Linked DNA regions of Drosophila melanogaster: region 1 is linked to region 2. A link is a contact called in public Hi-C data. All regions are on one chromosome and are shown on one strand. The core of a region is the stretch at or near the end of the contact, and the rest is flanking DNA. Distances in the headings are between cores, read along the strand shown.

Region 1 (6,377 bases), core at 109-2,608, 48 kb after region 2:
AATACTATTCTTAAGGCATTCAAGCACGTTTAATCACATTTTAAAAACTTGTATACAAAAGAGACAATTTCCGCTAAAACAACATATTTATTTTGAAAAGCTTAGGTTGGAAAGTTAGTTGTATGCTAAAATTAAATTTTCTGAAATGAAATCCAATAATACCCTCGGCACAGCGTAAATAATACTTGTTTATATATAGTACTCATGAATATCAGTGTGTATACTTGCTACTCAATGCGGGTCATAAAAAAAACCCTTGATGAGGTGTGATCTCATGTTTGTTCCATGTTCTGAACTTATGATTTATACAAGCACATTTTAATGTCGGCCTTAAATACAAAACACAGGGCACGAGGTGCCAAATGTGCAGTATAGTTAATTTCCCACGCCCTCCAAACTTATGCAATTATTCATTTGTCCAAAAACCATATGCATCCATTTTCAATTAGTTTTTAAACATTGAATTTAGAAACAAGGGACTGTAACTATTTCTAACTAAGTTCTTTCTTTTCTTCGTGACCTGAAAATTGTTTGCTTTTCATGTTACACAGTGTTCTTAAAACGCACCATTCATCCAAGAGTTGTATTTTTATACACCATTTTACTGTGATAAATAGGCAATATGTAAATCGAGGAACCCCACATCAACCGCAAGTTGCTTTTTTGCTCCCCAATTGCTCCTATCATTTTGCATTGTGCTCTTCCAATTGATTCGAAATCTCGAACATGGGCCACCTACAGCCACGATTATTGTGCTAGGGTTGTGATAATTGAAATGCAGATTAGGTTCCAGTGACTTTTTGTGTGTCTGAGACTTTTTAATCAGTAGCTGGAATCCACTGGGCTATCGATCATCGGAATCGTGACAAGGTCAGTGAATTTTTAATCTGTTCGAGGGATGCACCACCGGGAGCTTTATCAGTGGGAATGGGAATGGGTCACCACGAAAGTATTTCAGAAATACATCGATGACGCAAGAATAATTGTTTCCGGTCTCTCAGAGCCGCGGGTATGTTTCCCCGTTTTGTGGCTTTGTGGCCGCCATGAATAATGTGTAACAATGCTGTGGAAAGCGGCAAATCGGAGCACCTGATATATCGCGATGTAAGGCGACAGAGCTGCGATAAGGCCGTTTTGATAAGATACGCGGGTGGGGCTGGCGCATGCGCATCTGGGTTTCATTGGGCTTCGGAGCCTGAACATGTTGAACCGTCAACGAATTAGTAACCCATTTCGAACGGCACCTGTTATCGTGAGCCCTATCTTATCTTATCGCTGACCGTGTATGCTCTGATTGCAAAAGCTACAAATTCTTGGCGACACGACGAACTGGGCGCGACAGGTTGGTTGGTTGCCTTTCAGTGATATTTTTCAGTTTAGTCGACGAACGACAACGATACGAAAACGAATCATTTCGCTGTAGTTTCCGCGTGAAAATTACAGAAAAGATTGTGAGTGCCCCTTGACTGGGAGAAACCCCTCTGTGAACTAAAGCATTTGCCCAAATTCCAGCTCAGCGATAAGAGCAATCAGCATATCTAGTGCGAAATGGTGTCCGTGGAGACTGTAGGCTCTATTTTCATCAAGGCCCTGAAGCTGGTAAGTTTTGGGCTTCTTTGGTCCCTTCCTATTGAGCAATAGCCTGTTTGTGGTCGCAATAACTCGGCTGATAGATAAGCGCGCGTTTTATCAGTCCTGGCGTATTAGCAATGTTACTCATACGCCGAGTTGTACGGCAAGGCGAGGCGTGGCCAAGAAGTGATTCATTCATTCCCATTCCCAATTGTGACCTCATTTAATTGCTCTCCTGTGCGCTCCTTTTTCGCAGATCATCAATCTGGTGATCATCTTCTTGTACCGTTGGGGCGATGGTGGCGAATTCCTGGGCATCGGCGGCACGTGGAACTTAAACGAGGAGAAGAGCGCCGATGCGGAAATCGTAGCCTCAGGCGTCATGGTTGGATTCTTGATTTACACTGGATGCCACACCATTGCCTTTGCCTTCGGCACAACCAAACATAAGGGGTATGTTGAATGCCGATATTGATTATAGCTGAACTTTGACCCGCATCTTATTCCTTTTCTTGTATTTTCCGCCCTTAATTCCACACTCTCAACTCACAACTGTTTGTTTTCAATGGCTTTCCGTTTTTCAGAGAGCTGTGCGACACCATCATGAACGTGGTTGGCTGCATCATGTGGATCGCCGTGGGCGGAGTGGCACTCCACTACTGGAAGGGTTACATGTCCGACGAGGGATTCCTGTATGTGAACTCGGAGCGTCAAGTGGGCATTGCCATGGGCTCGCTGTGCGTTATCGAGGGCGCACTGTACCTGCTGGACACCGTGTTGGCTTGCATACACTATTCGAAGGGCGACACCGACTACACGCAGTAGAAACTGAATAGTGGGGATACCAATCGCAGCCGCCGAATAAACACCATCCACATTTGTCTTTATACATAGATCGATTTAAGTGCAAATTAGTTATTATCCGCAATCAATTATCAACTATACGTTCGTAAGGGTCAATTGTCGCTGTACTATACACTAACTGTTTACAATTTTCATTCACGTTTAACATCCTTAAATTGGCAAATACAAATAGTTAAGACCACGCCACGGATAAAAGTTTTTGTGCATTTGGGAACTAATTAAGGGGATGCAATGGAATGCCACTTACTAGTAAGTATCAATTGTAACCTAAATCAACTAATTACCATCAGAACCCATTGATCGTGTTGCTCAGTTTCTTTTTTTCTGATATCATTGCAATTAATGAAAGATTATTTATATATATCATACATCATACGTAAGCATTTTGCTAATTTTTGTCAAAAAACGACAACTTAGATTTGTTGACTAAACTTTTCGACTTTAAACTAACACCCAATCGAAATTTCATATTCCAAGCGATCTGATACTGATATATTGTAATTGGTGAGATATTTCATTTGTTTTTAGTACTAGTACTAGAGAACCTATTGCTCTCCAAGAACCTAATATTCTTTTAAAGAACTTGATGGAAAACTAAACTAATTGTTTAGGAACTGATGCACACAGGAAAAATGTCAGACGATTCGCAGAATTTGGTATATATCACTCATTTCTTTGCTGAGAACAGAGTTCATGAGTTGTTCAACCAAATCGATGACGCTTCAAGACGAACCTCCTCTGGAACCATGAAACTGCAACTTCCGGTGCAAATCGAAAGCGTTCAACGAAGCATTGATAAATCGGAATAAAGCCCTATATTTATCGGTCAGCTATACGCAGAAGTCTTTATGGCAATGAGTCAAAGATTAAACGGTACAGTCAAAACTACACACATTACGTAAATGCATATGGTGTATAAATAAATAAAAAAAAAAGGTTAGTCACCCTTAACTTTGCAACTGAAGAACTTATAATATTTGAATATGATCATCTTTTTTAAAATCTTTCAATAAGATCAAATCTTGCGTATAAATTAACAAGAGCTGAGCTCAACTCACCTGTTTTCCTGGCTTCCCCCGCCCGTCCACTGCATCCCGTTCCCGCTGCTGCTGCTGCTGCCGCATGCTTCTGCTCCTCCAAACGCCCGTCATACGGAAGAGGCACCGCAGGTCCACCGAGCCGTCCTCCAGATTGAGGGCATCGAAGAGCACCGCCTGATCATGGATGAAGGAGTTCCGCGTGCGCTGATTCAGCAGATCCAGGGTTCGCGAGTCCAAGCTCTCTCGATAGACATTATGTACGCGGTCCAGATTGTGCTCGTAGGCGGTGTCCAAATTGAAGGCACTGTTCAGGCTGGCCATGCTGCTCCTACCCTCCAGCGAGGTCTTGCTTCTGCCCTCCAACGAGGTCTTGCTCCTCCTGCGGCGCATCACCACCGTCCTGACCGACTCATCCATAGATGAGCCAAGGTGGACGGAGGTGCGCGAGTTGTCGCCCAGCGGAGAGGGCGAATGCGAGTGGGCCAGCGCCGAAGGCGGCAGCGGCAGCTGGGTGGCGATGGTCACCGGCTGTTCCGCCAGACTCATCAGCGATTGCTGGCGCTCCAGTTGCTTCTCGTAGCCATTGAACTTGTCGTAGTCGATGAAGGACATGTTGGCGTAGCTAACCATATTATCGATAGCCTGCAGGGATTGCAACGAGGCACTCCATTTGGGATTCATCTTCTCCTTTTTCTCGGCTCCGCTCCCACTGCCAGTGAATCCACTGAAGGTGCTCTTGAAGGAGGCAATCAGCGTGTTGGATCGTCTCTTTTGGAAATTAAGCTGGGGATTGGCGGGTTCCGTTTGATTGAGCGACATCAGTGAGCCCTTCCGTTGGGCCGGCGACTGCACCTCCTCCAAAGGAGTCGACGTGAAGGGCTGTGCGGATTGTCGACGTTTTGGAGTCCTCACCGATGAGCTGAGCTCACTCCTTCGCAGGAGCACCGGCGAACTGGCCTGCAGATCGGCCACCGATGTCTTCCGCGGCGATGTCGGTGAGGTGAGATCCCCCGATTTCTCCGTCTCCTCGCTCAGTTGCTCCAGCTGGGGCTCGATGAAACTGCGGCGATTCGGTCGTCTCATCTGGATCATCGAACGACTTCGGGTGAATATGTACGGTGTGCGGCTGGAGTCCCCATCGCTGTCGGTCCTCGACAGATTCTCCTTGCTGCCCGTCAGGTGGTTAATCAGTTTATTCAGCTTGGTGCGTAAGAAGCTATTGGATCGCTCCATTTTGGGCACATTTTCGTAGCCCGGCAATGTGGTGGCGCCCATTGATATACTCTGGATCCTCTTTTCCGCCTCAAAGTGTTGTTTGGTTTTCTGGGCCACGTTAATTGGCAACGTATTATTCTTGCTATTGTTATTGGACACTATACTGCTATTATTGTTGTTGTTGTTGTTGTTGTTGTTGTTGTTGTTGTTGTTGTTGTTGTTGTTGTTGTTGTTATTGTTACTGCTATTATTGTTGTTGAAGTTGGTTTGTTTGTTGTTATTATTCGGTTGGATATTCTTGGCATTCGGCGTTGATTTCACTTTGTTACCATTTGACAACGATTCCTGCTGCTTTTTGTTAACTTTTTTCGTCTTTTTTAGCGCTTTTGCCGCGCTCTTTGTCTCCTTGCTGGAATACATTCCCAGGCCAACGGACTTTAAACCCCTGCAAAAAATGGAAAGAGTAAACACAGGCATTAATAGACTGATTAAAAATCGACTAACTCGTAGCCGATTGGTTTTTATTGCTATTATTCGGCTTGCTATCAGTACGCCTAAACTCACTACTTTGGCAACCTGCGGTTGGATTTCCTAATATTGGATAATATTGGATTTCCAAATTGGATTTCCTAATAACACGAAAATCTGTGTCCAACACTTATTTCAACACTTGTGTTTTACGAGAGAATAAAGAAGAGAAGCTCAGACTAATGTGGCTCTACATTTTACTAATGTTACTAATTTCTGACAATCGATTTGGAAAATATAATATTTTCATTCTGCACAGATTGGTATCTTAAAGTTCGCAAAACACATTTCCCATCTGTCATGCAGTCCATAAAACTGAAAGTATTTGACTGGTCTGCGATCAATCGACTCTGACATTTTCCCCATTCGAAATGACAGTGACCCCAGCAGTATCGGAAAAGGGCAGGGTACCAAATCGAAAGCGCTGGACAAGTGCATTCTGTCCATTTATCATCGCCATAGGATGGCTGCGAATCGTTACATTGATAAACACGACCCAATACGGCAAAAAAAAGAGCGAAAATGCTGGCATATATCAAGCGTTTGTATGGGTTAGTATCAGTTTGAGTTGGAGGAGCCATTATCTCGTACAGTGGATATCGCACAAGTGAAACTTCACTCTACTTGTACGAGTTCTATGTAATAATGCTTCGTTCTCGTCACAAATCAATATTCGATTGAATATCGTAAGCACTCGTTCCAATTCGTTATAATATGACAATATTTAATTGATCTTACATACTCCAAACAAATCATTGAGCAAATGGGCTTCCATCTTACAGCAGAAGATTTATATTCAGAAACTTGGAATGGAACATTTAGAATTATCAAGATATGCATATAATATAGTACTCCATATTCTTCGAGATCAGTTTTCTGGAATACTTTCGATAATTTTCTCTGAGTGCATTCTTGCCGTACATGCACTGGTAACTACGTGGCCCATATAGCCAAAGATACAAAGCCAACACTTGGAGATACTGGCAGCGAGCGGCATCAGAAGTCCATCTCCACTATTCGACACAATTCCAATTTACGACTGACACTCGAACGACTGACATATGTGGACGGGATGAGCTAGCTGCTCCCGGAGAACTGAACCGGGCCAGAAAAGAGGGACACAGCAGTGGAATTGCCTAAATGTTATCGCCAGCAATT
Region 2 (6,633 bases), core at 516-3,015:
TTCGGATATGGACGACCAGCGAGGTGACTTCATTAAATACACATAGACAACAACGAGAGGCTCCCAACTGGACAACTATTAAAAAAGAGCAGAGGACCTATAGACGCATCCTGCCATGATATCTCTTGATTTACGATTTCAATATAAAGTCTCTCCAGACCAACAAAAGAAACTCCTTGCCTAATCAATGATCACGAAAATAATTATAATATACAATAATGAATTTGACAAGTTTATAAAATTTGTGAGAATACATAAGCGCTGTTCATTTCCAATCCGATTGCATTTTTGGGTAAAGGATTTTTTAACTATTTCGAGAGATGTCATCATTTAATCATATAAATCAAAAAATGTTTTACATATGTTTTAAAGCATTCATAATTGAGCGTGATGCACGTATTAGTTTATTCTGTTTAACAATCAATATAATATTTAATGCAATTTGCTATTTTTGTTGCCAGGCTTTTATCTTAATAAATTCCTTCAATGTGACTTAATCTAAGCTAGAATTAAACCAATATTTACTTGGTTAAGCTAAGCTGGGAAATGTGTTCGTAGCCGAATCCAGTGATTTTGTGACTGGCAACTCGGTTGGCAAAGTCAACAGCCTCCGCTAGACTTCGACGAGCCTTGAGGGTGGCGTAGATGAATCCCGCCATGAAACTGTCCCCGGCTCCCAGCGTGTCAACTACCTTGTCCTGTTTATAGGACGACATTTCATAGTAGTTTCCATTAGCATCCATAGCTCCAGCTCCGGCGCTTCCCCAGGGACAAATGAAGACAGGCTTTGGACCACCTTCGGGAATTTTGGAGGCCAACTCCTCGCACGACTGCCGCGGTGTCTTCCAACCCAACTGACCAGCCAGCTCCTTGGAGAAGACCACAAAATCGCAGGGCGCACACAATTCCTGGTTTTGTTCATACCTCGTTTCGAAGTCCAACGAGATAATGATGCCTTGTCCGGTCCTTTGGTTGTACTCCCGGATGCTTTGCATCATCTTTAAGGTGTGCGGCGTGTTGCGAGCCTCGAAGTGTACCCATCCATACTGCGAAAGGTTTATCTTGCTGAAGTCCTCATAGGTGGTCTGCGGGTAGTCCTTATTGCAGTGGATAATGGTGCGGGTGCCGGAATCCTGAGCCAGGATCACAGAGGAGAATGGCGGATCCCTGTCCGTGAAGGGACAGTCATTCGTGCCGATTTCCCGCTTCGAGAGATCGTCGAGAAGCACTCGGAATCCATCCGACCTGCTGAGCATTCCAAAGAAGTCCACCTTGCATCCAAGAACCCGGAGCACAGTACTCACATTAGAGGCGTTTCCGCCACGTTGCCAGAACCCATCCAGGCATCGCCGATCGGTGTCCTCCATAGGATAGCTCCCATTGATGGTCACGAAGTCAATCACCGTGCAACCCACGCAAAGTACAGATTTCACTTGGGTCATCTTAATCTGGTATTTTGTTCACTCAAAAATTATTTACTTTCTATTCATTAATGAGGTCGTTCTGGTGTTAAAGTTAGTGTTTCGATGTTGGTACTTTCTACATGTAAAGTAAGTATAATCAATATTTCATATATTCTAAATTATTTTTTTACTGAAAATCTGTCATTTCCTTGCTTAACTTAAAATTATTAATATTAACTTTGGAGCTCCGCTATAGCCAATGATTTTGGGTGCCGGCTATTTTGTTCTAGTTTTTCAGCTCAATCTAATCAAAAATTCGATTTTCACCTGCTTTGCACTTTATTTGTCGATCGAGTTTTACAGCTGTTTTTGTTTTTAACTTTTCTTATCGCACATATGTACATATGCATGTACGTATGTACAGAGAGAATCTAATTAAGCGGTCGCTCCAAACAGTGAACACTCGATAATACGGCAAGAGTGAATAAAATATTCGACCTCATTTAATATATTGAACTGGTTTTCAATGTGAAATTTTAAGGAAATTGTTTTATCAATAAAGAACGGGTATTGCTAATACAGATTATATAGTTATAAATATGATTTTAAACAGCTGATTATATGTGAAGATGTTAATCTTTAGTCCCAGGAACTTCTAATGAATGTGGTTAACTTTATCGAGATAGAACAGTATTAATCAGATTCAGCCGCTGATCGCGCTCTTTGGTCATAGACAGTGTGACCGATGAGCGAAAATATTATAATATTGTTTAATGTTTTATGCAACAATGTAAGAAACTTACTCAAAATTTAGCAACCTAATTGACTCAAATATTAAACGTAGGCTTTACATTGTTGTATTGTATTTAATAGATAATCTAAATAAAATTTGAATTTAATTTTAAGAAATTAATATTTTGACAGCCTAATTAAATTCTTGTCAATACAAAACCAATTAAAAACGAAACTAATTTTAGGTGTGCGACAACTTTTCCAATTAGAAGGATATCACAATAGGAGTTCAGTGGCGGCGCAGTTTACCATAGGTATTATAATAATTTACCCAGGATGTTTTAGACCCATTCCAGCGAAACTTAGTCATGCCGCAGACTTACACCGTGCAACATGACGGGGCACAAATTAAAGGATGCCACAGCAAATGTCCCGACTAGGCACATACAGAGCACAGCAGACACATGTGGCAGCTTCGTCAACTTGCACAGTAAGTTCAGCTCAGTCAGCGGAAAAGCCTGTCACCCAGAAGGGAGGATTGATGGCTCATGACTGTGTGACTGCCAGGCCAGTGGCTACGAAATAAATGAACATTTAATTTCGTTTACAAATCTAGGTAAGCCACAGCTGACCTCTTTCGAAATCACGTGTTGAGTTTCAAAAACTGGCTTTGCATGGTCGGAAATTACTTAAAGAGCATATTTAACAAATATCACTCGCCTATCGTCAACCAGATGCCAACCTAAATTCAAGGTACTAGCCTTCTCTCTCGTGGAAATCAAGTGCTATAAACTACTTAATCATACTTAAATATTGCTCATACGCACCGTGTAAAATGAGGTAAGGCAGCATGGTAAGTACAAATATGCAAAGCAACTTTAAATTAAAGGAGAAAGTAATTTTCATAACTTAAGTTACTCAGCACGCCATGTTACGCCCATCTTACCCCTATTTTGAAGTGCCTTCTGTGGCGTGGAGGCCGGCTTAAAGCGGACACAGCCAAATTTTCAAATTAATGTAAAGCGTGTCGGGCCTGGCCTAAATACACTACCCTTCTCCAAGCCGACGACGGCTCGGTTGATGCCACAAATCGATAGCTTAACATTTGACTGGGCCCTTTGGCCGCGGGGTAAACACCTTCTTGGCAGTACCATTTTGCGGCACGGAATTATGGCCGGAAATTGCCTTAAAGTGTCAATCAGTGTAAACGTTCTTAATAGGTATTTATTTTTGCCATTTTAATTACCCCGCCCCCACCGTAGTCACTCCCACACCTTGTCGGCGGACAACGAACTGATGAAAATGCCTGATGATGCCTTAATTACATTCCCGAGAAAAAGAACTCATTTCCGAGTGAATTTTTCATTCAGCATTTTCGGGCTGTTATTATAGATTATTTACAATCGATGGCAAAGTGATCTGTTAACAAGAAAGACGTGACTTATTAGGCTTTTAACTTTGGATTATGCTTTTTAAATACTTAAAACTATATATATGGAACTTATTTGTTACTTGATATTCTAGTTACTGATATTCTATTTTCATAAAAGTTGAATTAAAGAAAATCAGAAAATACTGAATAAGTATTGAGTAAGGAAATGCTGCGTGATAGCTTTGATCTATTTCCTATTGGTTTTCCAAATTAAATTAAATATTTTAATCTGCACAGGAGATATTTAAAGGAATTCGAAGTTTGGTTTTGCTGGGCAGGGCCCACTGTTGCACGATTGGGGGATTATCGAGTGCGTGCTGGTCTTAGTTACCGAACTCAACATTTTCCATTGAATGGCAAGTGGCAGTGGCGCAGGACTCACCAGCTCCAAGGGCCCAAAGCAACTGTTAGCACAGACCAGCCGGTGGTAATCGCACTCCGGAGAATCCTAATCCCAATCCCCGAACCGCCCGAAAGAGTGAAAGTTTGCCAGGGGCTCCGTATATCTTGTATATGTGCGTTGCATGGTTGAGGACGCCATCTGTACAGGTGTTTTCTATCAACGCGTGAATACTTGTTTTTTTTTGTCGCTGCAGGGACCTCAGGTCTGTTTTTCCTACTTGTTAACTGCGGAGCTAAGCATTTGACCCTCTCATCCCAAACACCAGTTGATTTTATTATCTTGATTTAATCAAAGCATAAAAAAAGCGCAGGATAACTAGGATGACCTTATTACTACGGAATGATTATATAACCTTTATGAAAAAGCACCTATTTCATATTTTATCATTTTATATTTTATAGAAAGGGCTCTGATTTATATAGGCCATTCCATCTGATTGGCTCAGCGTATCAAGAACATCAGAATGCACACACAACGCATAAATAAAACCATTCGCACCGTTGGTCGGGCCAAGTCCCAATCCTTTCCTCCTCGTTGCCAATAAAAATATATGTCCTTGGATGATATTCCACCGAGGTGCGGACCTTTACCCGTGACGAATGTTTTTAGTGCGCGCTCTGGGGAGCAACAAAATTAAATTGAATTGTGTCCCAGACTTTTTCTCACGTTCCAAGTCAGAATTCATAACTCATTTCTTGAGTGTTTAATGCACTCGGAAAATGCCGTCAATGGATTGGAGTTTTCCAACGAAGGAAACTCATAAAGGTGCTCGGTGAGTCGTACTTTTCCCAAGGTACTTTTCCCAAGGTGGAGTTTTGAGTGCTGCTAATAGTTTTAAAATGCAGTAAAGGGATTCCTACTTAAAGTAAAGCAAAAGCTAAAGCTCCCATTATCTTAAAGCCTATTACATTAATATTCAATTTGAAGCATTAAACTAGTACATGTGGATAAGCAGATTAAAATGGAGCACGCAAATTTAATAACTCGTATTTATGGGCCACAAATTTAATTCAATAATTCAACCGATGTCACCTCACTGCTTCTGGGAGGATGTAGGATGCTATAAAAGCGCCGAATTGGTGGCATATAGGAAATTCCCATGGTGCAAATTAGAGAAATAAATTATATTTATCAATGAATGCCATAAATAATGTTTATTTTCTCCCGTGACAGGGGAGGCCATCCACACACCTTGCTGACGTTGATTTTCGATCTGGTTTGTCAGAGTCTTTACTTTTCGGCTGGCTGGAAAGTGCGTCTCCGTGAAAAGCCCACAAAGCATCAATCAAGGGAATTAAATACAATTATAATTGTCTGTCACCGTATCGAGATGAAAAGAAAGCCACAGAGGATTTTCCGAGACGCCACAACTTTTCCTGGCAGCCCACCATAAATTTAATAAAGTACGCACTCGAACTTAGGGTGAACCTTGTCACTGTGAATAATATATTATTATTATATTATTATATATAAGGAAATAAGTTTTTAACCAAGTTTCAGAAAAAACAGATGAAGGATGAAACGCGAGACTGCATTTAATATACTGCATTATGTATGATGTACATTTTATTACTCATGGTTGGTATAATCGTTCTTAGTTATTTTGCGTGTCAGTTGAACAATTTCAAATATAAATCAGATTTATATATGCACAATCGGAAAACATAGGCACACCCATACATATGTACATTAATTGACTACTGTAGTTTTCAAGTGATGTTGAACAAATCAGCGTGAAGATGAAACCCTGAATAAAACTTTAATCCCGACATACACTGCGAATGTGATGTATCAAATATTTTAATTCCATATAAGCTAAATAGGATTACGCTGATTTGCTTTGTTGGTCTGGCTGGCATTTTCGTTGAAAACTGCAAGTTGGAAACATTCTGCTGAATTACATATAAGCACAATTTGTTAGAAACAGGGGATTAATATAGAAAGTATTCTGAGAATTTTCAAGTACATTCGATAAGAATTCGAATAAGGTTAAGTGTTGCAGTCCATTTCTACATTTGACTTCATCTCGATATTTGTACGTGTGTGCGGGACAATGGAAAGGCCATGAGTGAAATGGAAATTTGAAAGACTTTCTGCAGAGGTGCATCCTGCGAAAGTGACTCCCCCTGACAAGAGTTCTCCTTTTTTTTTTTGGCATTCCTCCTAAGTGAATTGAATTGAAAACAAACGGAGAATGGCTGCACACTTAGGCACACAGACGAGCGACCACAGGACTGGGAAAGTACGAGGAAAATGTTTAATTTCCGGATGCACAGGCCGTTGAATTTAAAGGAGGCGGCGTCGAAATGTATGCAGCAGTATCATGCAGATGCTTCCGGCACTTGGCAACATGCAAAAGGTCGTCGGGTGGGCGGTCCATTCGGTGGGTTGGCTTGGCTGGGTCGCTCCAAGGCGTGTTGCCTGTGCTGGTGACCAAGAGGTCACCGTTCGTAGCTGAAAGTGAAGCGCAATTTCCGGCACTACGATTCCGACTTGAAAAGAGCACATGGAAAAGTTTAGCTAAAATCAAGCAGGATCAAGCATTTGACATCCGAAATATGTTCTTACTTGAATTCATTATTAGTACTCATCGGCTTTAAGTGATTAAATGTTGTACTTAACTTACTTCGTTTCATATGCTTTAAGTGCATTGTGCTGAGCAG

What was found. Hi-C and Micro-C count contacts between places; a contact is called where the count stands out from the background.
Region 1: a Hi-C map of the Kc167 cell line shows a contact between it and region 2, with 2.1 times the contacts expected there. A contact is called at or near these places in 39 of 107 Hi-C or Micro-C datasets (the D17-c3 cell line, the Kc167 cell line, the OSC cell line and 13 more) and 1 of 7 datasets of targeted methods (the Kc167 cell line).

What each region holds. Positions count from the first base shown.
Region 1 is chr3L:20,187,164-20,193,540 of dm6, forward strand. Ssk (Snakeskin) reads left to right here and starts at 1,359. Exons shown (of 3, transcript NM_168831.3): 1 at 1,359-1,599; 2 at 1,829-2,025; 3 at 2,157-2,616. The coding sequence starts at 1,549. The coding sequence ends at 2,397. CG42674 reads right to left here. Exons shown (of 16, transcript NM_140925.6): 2 at 3,495-5,136.
Region 2 is chr3L:20,138,842-20,145,474 of dm6, forward strand. It overlaps CG7328, which reads right to left and starts at 1,766. Exons shown (of 1, transcript NM_140924.3): 1 at 369-1,766. The coding sequence starts at 1,442. The coding sequence ends at 522. gig (gigas) reads left to right here. Exons shown (of 15, transcript NM_079453.3): 15 at 1-169. The coding sequence ends at 46.